Regions from separate parts of the Mus musculus genome. Here regions 2 and 3 are each linked to region 1. The links are chromatin contacts, called in public HiChIP or PLAC-seq maps. All regions are on one chromosome and are shown on one strand. The core of a region is the stretch at or near the end of the contact, and the rest is flanking DNA. Distances in the headings are between cores, read along the strand shown. Region 1 overlaps Dop1b (DOP1 leucine zipper like protein B). Region 2 holds the start of Setd4 (SET domain containing 4). Region 3 has its middle 17 kb from the start of Gm31012.

What was found. HiChIP or PLAC-seq counts read pairs in DNA pulled down with a chosen protein or histone mark.
Region 2: an HNF4G HiChIP or PLAC-seq map of pancreatic cancer cells shows a contact between it and region 1. The contact joins the promoter of Setd4 here to the enhancer-like site in region 1. A contact is called at or near these places in 4 of 484 Hi-C or Micro-C datasets (the G1E-ER4 cell line, embryonic stem cells and liver), 5 of 115 datasets of contacts at active chromatin or transcription factors (embryonic stem cells, forebrain, hepatocytes and 1 more) and 3 of 9 other capture datasets (adipose tissue, embryonic stem cells and pancreatic islet).
Region 3: an HNF4G HiChIP or PLAC-seq map of pancreatic cancer cells shows a contact between it and region 1. The contact joins two enhancer-like sites. A contact is called at or near these places in 1 of 15 datasets of contacts at CTCF or cohesin (large pre-B cells), 3 of 115 datasets of contacts at active chromatin or transcription factors (double positive thymocytes, microglia and pancreatic cancer cells) and 1 of 9 other capture datasets (liver).

The regions. Positions count from the first base shown.
Region 1 is chr16:93,742,773-93,745,472 of GRCm38.p6, forward strand. All of the region lies in intron 4 of Dop1b (DOP1 leucine zipper like protein B), which reads left to right. Among named protein-coding and RNA genes, the nearest start is that of Dop1b, 32 kb to the left of the region's middle. Within about 2 kb of position 1,324, at least 45 of the 459 cell types and tissues checked have an H3K27ac peak or open chromatin away from gene starts, as enhancers often do. A contact at or near this core is called in the G1E-ER4 cell line, hepatocytes, liver and 2 more, where this site is marked.
Region 2 is chr16:93,602,530-93,605,229 of GRCm38.p6, forward strand. It overlaps Setd4 (SET domain containing 4), which reads right to left and starts at 1,286. Exons shown (of 12, transcript NM_145482.3): 1 at 1,037-1,286; 2 at 608-682.
Region 3 is chr16:93,910,974-93,913,673 of GRCm38.p6, forward strand. No RefSeq gene overlaps it. Among named protein-coding and RNA genes, the nearest start is that of Gm31012, 17 kb to the right of the region's middle. Within about 2 kb of position 1,323, at least 36 of the 459 cell types and tissues checked have an H3K27ac peak or open chromatin away from gene starts, as enhancers often do. A contact at or near this core is called in pancreatic cancer cells, where this site is marked.

The DNA.
Region 1 (2,700 bases), core at 74-2,573:
CTTCCTGCGAGTTCTGGTACATTCACATTCTGATAACAGGTCCGAGTGTGTTCCCGTGTGTGTGTGTGTGTGTGTGTGTGTGTGTGTGTGTGTGTGTCTGTGTCTGTGTCTGTGTCTGTGTCTGTGTCTGTGTGTACATTCTCTGACAGATTAACACATTGATTAGTTCCCCAAAGGTCTCTTGCCATCCTTTAAATCTCTGTTACTCACACTAGAAGCATGTTAAAAGTTGGAGTGCTCTTGTTTGCTCTTTTAGTTGATAAGTGAGAGTTTGTTTGAACAGTTGTTAATATTGTTTAATATTAATGATTTTTCCCCTAACATTGTGATTTTTTTTTGACATTGAACCAAGAGCTGGGTAGCTGCATGAATCACTGAATAGATTCAGCTGCCACTGGAAGCTAAGCCAGTGTCCCCACACACGGGAATCAAGCTTCCTAAGGTAGATGCTGGTCAAGGTTCCTGTAATCCTGAGTGTGTGTTAAAGGCACAGTGAGGGAGCTGGCTGTACCAGATGGTTTGTACTGTTTCTGTTGTTCTGAGAACCAGATCCCTGAGCCCTTAGGATTAGAGCAGCATCCCCCAGCCAATAATTGTCACGCACAGATAGGAAGAGGAGGATGCCAGGGTCACAGCATCCGTGCTGGGAGATGTTGCGAAGGGCTGGGCTAGGCCCAGCTGCGAGGTGAGGTAACCCACTGCTTCCATGTAGGTGGGGACTAATCCATCTGTGCTTCTCAGTGAGCGCAAACAAACGGGCCTCTCGGTCAGTGCCCGATGGTATCATCATCCTGGCTGTCTCTACTTCACTTTGCCAAGAAATCAAGATTAGAAGAAGAAAACACTCCTTTCTCAGAGCAGGGGAGGTGAGTGCCTTGATGGCTGTAAGAGAGCAGAACTTGAGACCAGGTGTGGTGACACACTCGTGTGATCCTAACACTAGCGGGGCTGAGGCAGAACCAGCCAGGATTACAGAGCAACTCCAGGCCAATGTTGGTTGTACACAGTGAATCCTGCCTTAGAAATCCACTGGGAGTGGGAAAGGGGAAAAGGAAGGGGACGTGACATACTAGAGATGACTGTTTAGATCAGTGCTCTGGAGTGTACACAGGTAATCCCAGATTCAGGAGGTAGAGGCAGGAGGATCACCCTGAGTTTGAAAATAGCCCCCACTACATAGTGAGACCCTGTCCCAACAACAGGAACAGCACAGTCAATGGCTCTTCACCAGGAGGGAAAGCTCAGCAGGCCCTGGGACTCTGTCTGGTTGGGGAGGGTGGAAAGGGCTACTGCTGCGTATGGCAGGGGCCTACAGTGCTGCAGGCATCTAGGTTCACTATCTGCTCCTGGGACAAAGCCAGCCCCGACTCAGCAGTGTTAGGTTGAGAACGCTGATTCATCTGGTTTTGAGACTGCTTCCTATGTTTCCCCACTGGTCTTCAGTCCCAGGGATCCTGTGGTCCTGTCACTAGCAGGCACTAGCTGCCATTAGCCAGCAGGGGAGTGCAGGGCTGCTCCTGCACTTAGTTAGAAATGCTAACTTGAATACCTGATGGCGGCCCAGTCAAGACAGGTAGGGCACACATGGCTACTGACCTCTGGCCGTTAACTCTCTCTTAGTGTTCTGTGGGTGAGAGGCTGATGGTAGTAACTCCTGCTGCTGTTGTAGGAAATAGTTAACCTCACACAACTTTTATTATTATAATAAGCCTTAATCAGCACTAGAGCTGAGCAGACATCTACCCTATCTATTTCCTCATCAATAACTCCAAGTTATAATTTACCTTGTTCCATCTGGGCAGCTCTTAACTCCAGTTGGCTGGTTCTCGTGGCTGTTTTCATGATTCACCTACCCCATGGCAGCTTCCTCCTCTTTCCACCTTCCTCTCTTCTTTGTGCTCCATCTCAGACCCCGAGCCCAGGAACCCCAAACCTCACCTACGTCTCTTCTGCCCAGCCACTGTCCTTGGTTTTTGATGGTGGACCCTGCCCTTTTGCACTTTGGGGATGGTCTGTTGCAAATGGAAGGGCTCAGTGTCAGTAAGGAGAGTGTGTGTGTGTGTGTGTGTGTGTGTGTGTGTGTGTGTGTGTATACATACACATATGTGTGTACGTGTATGTTCTCAGGCTCAGTGGGTTTTATCTAGGTCGGGGCAGGGAGTTCCTCAGATAGCCCTGTGGTAAGGAGTCTCTAACACACTGAGGAGCCTCACCTCCCAGGGCAGAGGCTGCCCGACAGGTCTGTGTCCCAGGCACACGACGACTGCTCTGACCAGATAATCATATCATGCAGCTGTCGAGCATTGCTTCTGCCCGACACTGCGGCTCTTGCTGAGCAGAGCCAAGCTCTGTTTGTCTGGTCAGCTTTTAATAGAAGCCCAATCAATACCTTCAGCCACAAAACCATTCTGTGTACTTTCCCTGAGCCCTTGGCTTGACTTACACCTCCTCGTGCTTTTTATTAAATCCAATTGTCATTCCCTGCAAATATTTTATGAGACCTTAGGATTTAGGCTCATTTAACACTTGTATTAACTTTTCATCCTTCGGCAGTTTCATTCATATATATATATACACACACACACACACACACACACACACACACACACACACAATATTTTTTATTCCCTTTGGCCCTCTCAGTCCCCCATCCCAGTAAGACCCCACTACATTCATGTCTTCCTTATGTGTGACCTATGG
Region 2 (2,700 bases), core at 36-2,535, 140 kb before region 1:
CAGTGCACAGAAGAAAACGAAGGCAAAACATCTATGCACATAAAATAATAACTAATACAAAAAATACCCGGTCATTATGAAGCACCCATCAGTTCAAAAGTCTTAGAAAAAATAAATAAGCCCCACTCGGTGTAAAGTGGATTTTTAGCTCTAAAGGTCAGAATGATTAAAATGGGCATTCGCAGTAGACTAAAGAGAGCACAAGGCAGAGAGACCGGAAGACATAAAATGACTCCATTCCACATTAGCCTCTCAGAGGCCAAAAAGGAAAGATCCAGGAACAGACAAGAGTGTAGACCAACTGTAGAAACTAACAACAGAAACACAGGCAAGCGTCCTTGGAAGATACATGCTAACATTTAAAACCATACAAGAAATACTGAGTAACACTAAAGTTGAAGAAAATTCTAGTTTAAAAGATAGGGGCGGGGAGTGGGCAGCTGGAGAGATAGCTCCGGGGTTAAGAGCGCAAGGGGCTCCTGCAGATCAGGGTTCAGTTCCTAGCACCCGTATGTGTAACTCCACTGCCTGGGGATCCAATGTCCTCTTCTAGCCTCTCTATACACTGCAAGCGTGTGGTGCGTAGACATACCTGTAGGCAACTTACCTTTATACATAAGATAAACCCCTTTGGGTCCTGCCTCTGGGTAAAAAGAATGCCAGGACTCTGTAACAAAACGCCCTAGAGAACATTATATGAAAGCATTCTTTTTTTTTTTTTTTTTTTTTTTTGGTTTTTCGAGACAGGGTTTCTCTGTGTAGCCCTGGCTGTCCTGGAACTCACTCTGTAGACCAGGCTGGCCTTGAACTCAGAAATCTGCCTGCCTCTGCCTCCCAAGTGCTGGGATTAAAGGCGTGCGCCACCACGTCCAGCATTCTTAACAGCCTTTACTACTTCCATCCTACCCTGTACCGTACTAAAGTGACATCCATCTAACATGTGCCAAACCAGTGGAAATGATTTTAAAATCTACTCTAAAAATAAAGGAGGGCAGGAAAGGACCGCCCACCAAGCCGCCCAGGTAGTTTAATCTACCTCGGCAGCAAGACTTGCTTTACGAGTCAGTCTGGAGCCAGGCACCAGGTCCGTCCTGGAGCCCACGTGTGGTGCACAAGGACGCGCAGTTCCACCGCAGCCCTGCCCCCTGCTTGCCACCGGGGCCTCAGTGATGGCCACACGCCACAGCGCCGTCCTGGCTCGCAGTCCTGGACGGACCGGACATCAATCAATCCATGCCACCCGCACCAGCGAACCAACCCAGGCCCGCTGGCCGCACACCACGCCTGCGCAGTAGTCGCTCTGGTCCTGACTTCCGTTCCGGGAGAGGTTCCACACGCGCAGAGGAAATTGGGGTCTGGAGCTACACAGAACTCAAAAAAGCCAACGGAACCCCGCTCCCGTTGCCCAGGCAACGCCAGGCCCACCGGAAGTGCTCCTGCTTACCTTAGAAACCGCGGCGAAGCCGGGGTACGGACGCAGACCGCTCCACCAGCTACGGAGAAAGCGGCTGCGGTGCGGCGAGCCTACGCCTCTGGCACGCGCATGCGCAACTCCCAGGCCTCCACAGCTACGCCATAACGCGATGAGCATAGCTGCTGACCCATGCTCCAAATAGCCAACGGGAAGTCTTTCCTCACCGTGTCCTTTCTTCCTCCGACTTCCTGCCCCCTCCACCAGACTGGCTTACCTGATCCCCACCTTGCCCTGCCCTCCAGCTGCCAGGACCCAGGCGGTCCATTCTCCCAGACAGCCTGTCCCCCGCCTTTCCTCTTATCCACTATGAAGGCATTTCTGTCTTGTCCCAAGACTGTTACTGGAACTGTTAGGGTCAGAGTAAAAGTACGAATTAGGATTATGGGAAGAAATAAAAAGAGAGAGAGAGAGAGAATTTAGACGTCCTCAAACAGCGAGGAGCAAGCTTTACTCAAAGAAGTGGGTTTTCTAGTTCTAGCTCTGCATGTCGCGATCCAAGCACGGGACTTTGTCACATAAAGACCAGAGGTCAGGAAAAGGCACATTTCATGCTTTAAGCTGGAGTTTTTGTAGCTAAGGATGTGGAAGGGAGAAAGGGACAGAATGAGAAAGCTGGGTTCTGACACTACAGCGCCTGTTGTACGTTTTTGCAACCACTGCCACTGGGATAGATATCTGATGTGTTAGAATGTCAGGTCGCGTCTTAACAGCATACTAGGCCAAAACAGTTCCACGTGGAAGAGGTTTTATTGAGAGAGAGGGACGAGGTGGCGGCGGAAAGAGAAAAGAGGGAGTGACAGAGGGGGCGTTCTCCTTATTTATATGGAAAATGACGTAATGAAGGTAAAGGTGGGAGGTGAGCCAAGTGGATGCTGGGAATATGCTGCAGGTCGCGCTGTCGCCTATGTGATGTCATAGGTTTGGGAGGTCCTGATGCTAACAATATCAGCTACTTTTTATTTCTGCAATCTCTGAATCGCTACGTTTGAATTCAATTTCAGGGTCTTGATTGGGAGGGGGGGTCGCGGGGGGGGGGTGCGGTGTTTGTTCCAGATCCTTTATATGCAAAGGATAGGGGCGACTGTTTCTGTCTACCTAGTTCCTGCTGGCAGGGAGCATCATTTTCTAGGGGTTTGATCTGGCATGACTCTAAAAGAAGTACTGTTTTGGCTTTGATTTGTATGAATAACTGAGTAATGTCAGTGAAACGATCCAAGAGAAACTTC
Region 3 (2,700 bases), core at 73-2,572, 170 kb after region 1:
GCTATGCTCTCAGCTGCCACGGGAACAAAAACGTATCCAGACCATCGGCGTTCATGGACTGACTGAGAAAATGAACCAGCACTGGGGGAGCTGTGCACGGAGCTGAACACACCCATCCTGACCCTAAGTGGCTGCCATACAGGTGATAAAGAAATGAAAGATATGTTATATCAGGGTGTGGTAAAGTTTGCGGGAAGGGGGGTGCCTAGGCGGGCCCATGCCAAGGCATTCCTTCCCCCTGAGGGACCAGCCACACGGCGGTATAGCATAGAATAGTTTATTCAGGGCACGGGGAGGGGAGTTAAAGAGGGTAGTAGAGGCAGGGAAAAACAGAGAGAGGGAGAGTAGAGAAGTCGAGACCGGCCATGACCACGTGGAGAAAGGAGGGAAGGGAATGGGGAGAGAGGGGGAGCAAGAGGGCAAGAGGCAAGAGAGGGAGGAGGGGGCAAGCGGCCCCTTTTAGAGTGGGCCAGGCCTCCCTGGCTGTTGCCAGGTAACTGTGGGGCGGAGCTTAGACAGAATGCTAACAGGCTCCTGGGATGAAAGCATCCTTACCCCAGCCTCCAAGGTCCATCGAGGAGTGTGTAGCGCACAGAATCTCTTCAGCGCAGACCCAAGCCATCACGCTAATTCACCCCCACCAGCCCTCCTCCTTGTCCACGCTTGATAATGTCCGTCTCTAAAGTTTTGTTTTGTATATATATATACAGGGTTTGTATATATATATATGCAGGGTTTCTCTGTATAGCCCTGGCTGTCCTGGAAATCTGCCTGCCTCTGCCTCCCAAGTGCTGGGATCAAAGGCGTGCGCCACCCCTGCCCGGCTGTCTCTAAAGTCTGATTCACTGCTGCCTCAATCTGGTTTAGGCACCTTTGGTTTTGTAAAAAATAAAAAGTGTGTGATATCATTGGGTGGGATGAGGGGCAGAGGCCAATTAGTCCCTGGGAACATAGAGGCAAGAGGATTTAGATTGAGGGTAGCCTGGGCTACAAACCTGGGCAAGACCTTGCTTCAGAAACAAACAAAACAACAAACAAGGCAAAAAACCAAATTTGTGTGATATGTAAATACCTTTCAGGAGGTGGGCTCTAGACCAAGGACCTCCAAGGACATCCCAAGGCTTCTCCATCCCCACTCCCTCTTCATTTCCCAGGCCCCCTCTGCATCTAACTCATGACTGACAAGGTCATGGGTCTCCCACCCATGGCAAGTGCCCACTTCCTCAGACTCCTATTTGGAGCCACTGGACCAAAACCCTCTCTATTTAACTAGGCTAGATGAGAAGTCTATGCAAATGTTTCATGCTGGAAAAATGCCTGAGATGACTAAAAATCCCCAGACCTCCCCAGAGCTGGAGGCAGCTGATGCCCCAGGCAGGAGCGGGTAGGCTGTCCTGGCACACGGACAGCTCCAGTCAGTCAATCATTTGCCAGCCGCTGGAAGGTGGTAACATTTACATAGGGTTAAGGCAGTCCTGTGCTGGGCTTCTACCTGCCTGTGTGAGGCTGGCTGAGCAAGAGGAGGTTTGAGGAAGAGGCAGGTGATTAGCCCGGGGCCGGTGATTTATGGGGTAACCTTCACTGGCCTTTCTTGGGCAGGAAACGGGCTGTTTACTAATGTCTTCCCCTTCCATCACCTGCAAACCCTGTTGGTAGTATTTTAAAATAATTTACTAGATGAAGTTCTATATTTTACTTTGGACAACTGCCCAGTCATATAGACTTTTTAAAAATTCTTGCAATCTTTTCCTTTGTCTCTGTCTCCGTCTTCCTCTCCCTTCTGCTTTCCTTTCTCATAATTAGAAAAAGTCCGGGGACTCGGAGACTCTTAGTTAGGTATTTTCAGAGGCATGGTCTCTGGTATCCCAGGCTTTCCTCAAACTCCTTTCATAGCCCGAGGATGACTTTGACCTTCTGAACCTTGACCTTCTGACCCTTGTGCCTCCTCCTCCTCCAGAGTGGTGGGTGTAGACCATTATGCCCAGTTGATGGGGTGCTGAGGCTTGGTCCCAGAACATCATGTACTGTACCAGCCAAGCTATGTCCTGAGCCCCTGTTCCCCTGTGGTACAGCTAGAAACAGACCTCACAAACACACACAGGCACACACCAGCACACGGTGTACAGAGACGTCAGGTGACATGTGACTCCTGAAACAGAGGATAACTTAGGAGTCCTCTCCTTCCACCATTGTGGATCCTGGGACTCCAACTTAGGCTGTTACTTCTTTCCCTCCCTCAGTCTGTGGGACATGCCATCAGTCTGTGGGACATGCCATCAGTCTGTGGGACATGCCATCAGTCTGTGGGACATGCCATCAGTCTGTGGGACATGCCATCAGTCTGTGGGACATGCCATCAGTCTGTGGGACATGCCATCAGTCTGTGGGACATGCCATCAGTCTGTGGGACATGCCATCAATCTGTGGGATATGCCATCAGTCTGTGGGACATGCCATCAGTCTGTGGGACATGCCATCAGTCTGTGGAACATGCCATCAGTCTGTGGGACATGCCATCAGCAGCCGGTGGAACCTGACCAGCAGTTATGACTCAGGTTCCCAATTTTAAGGTCAATATCCTGGTTCTCTACCCAGTTTGTCGTTATCAAGTAAGTGGCTTGTGGTAGTATTTCTACTTCTGGTCACAATTTGAACATAGGATGTTTGGGGAGACTTCAGAGGTCTAAGATTTCAAAAGGC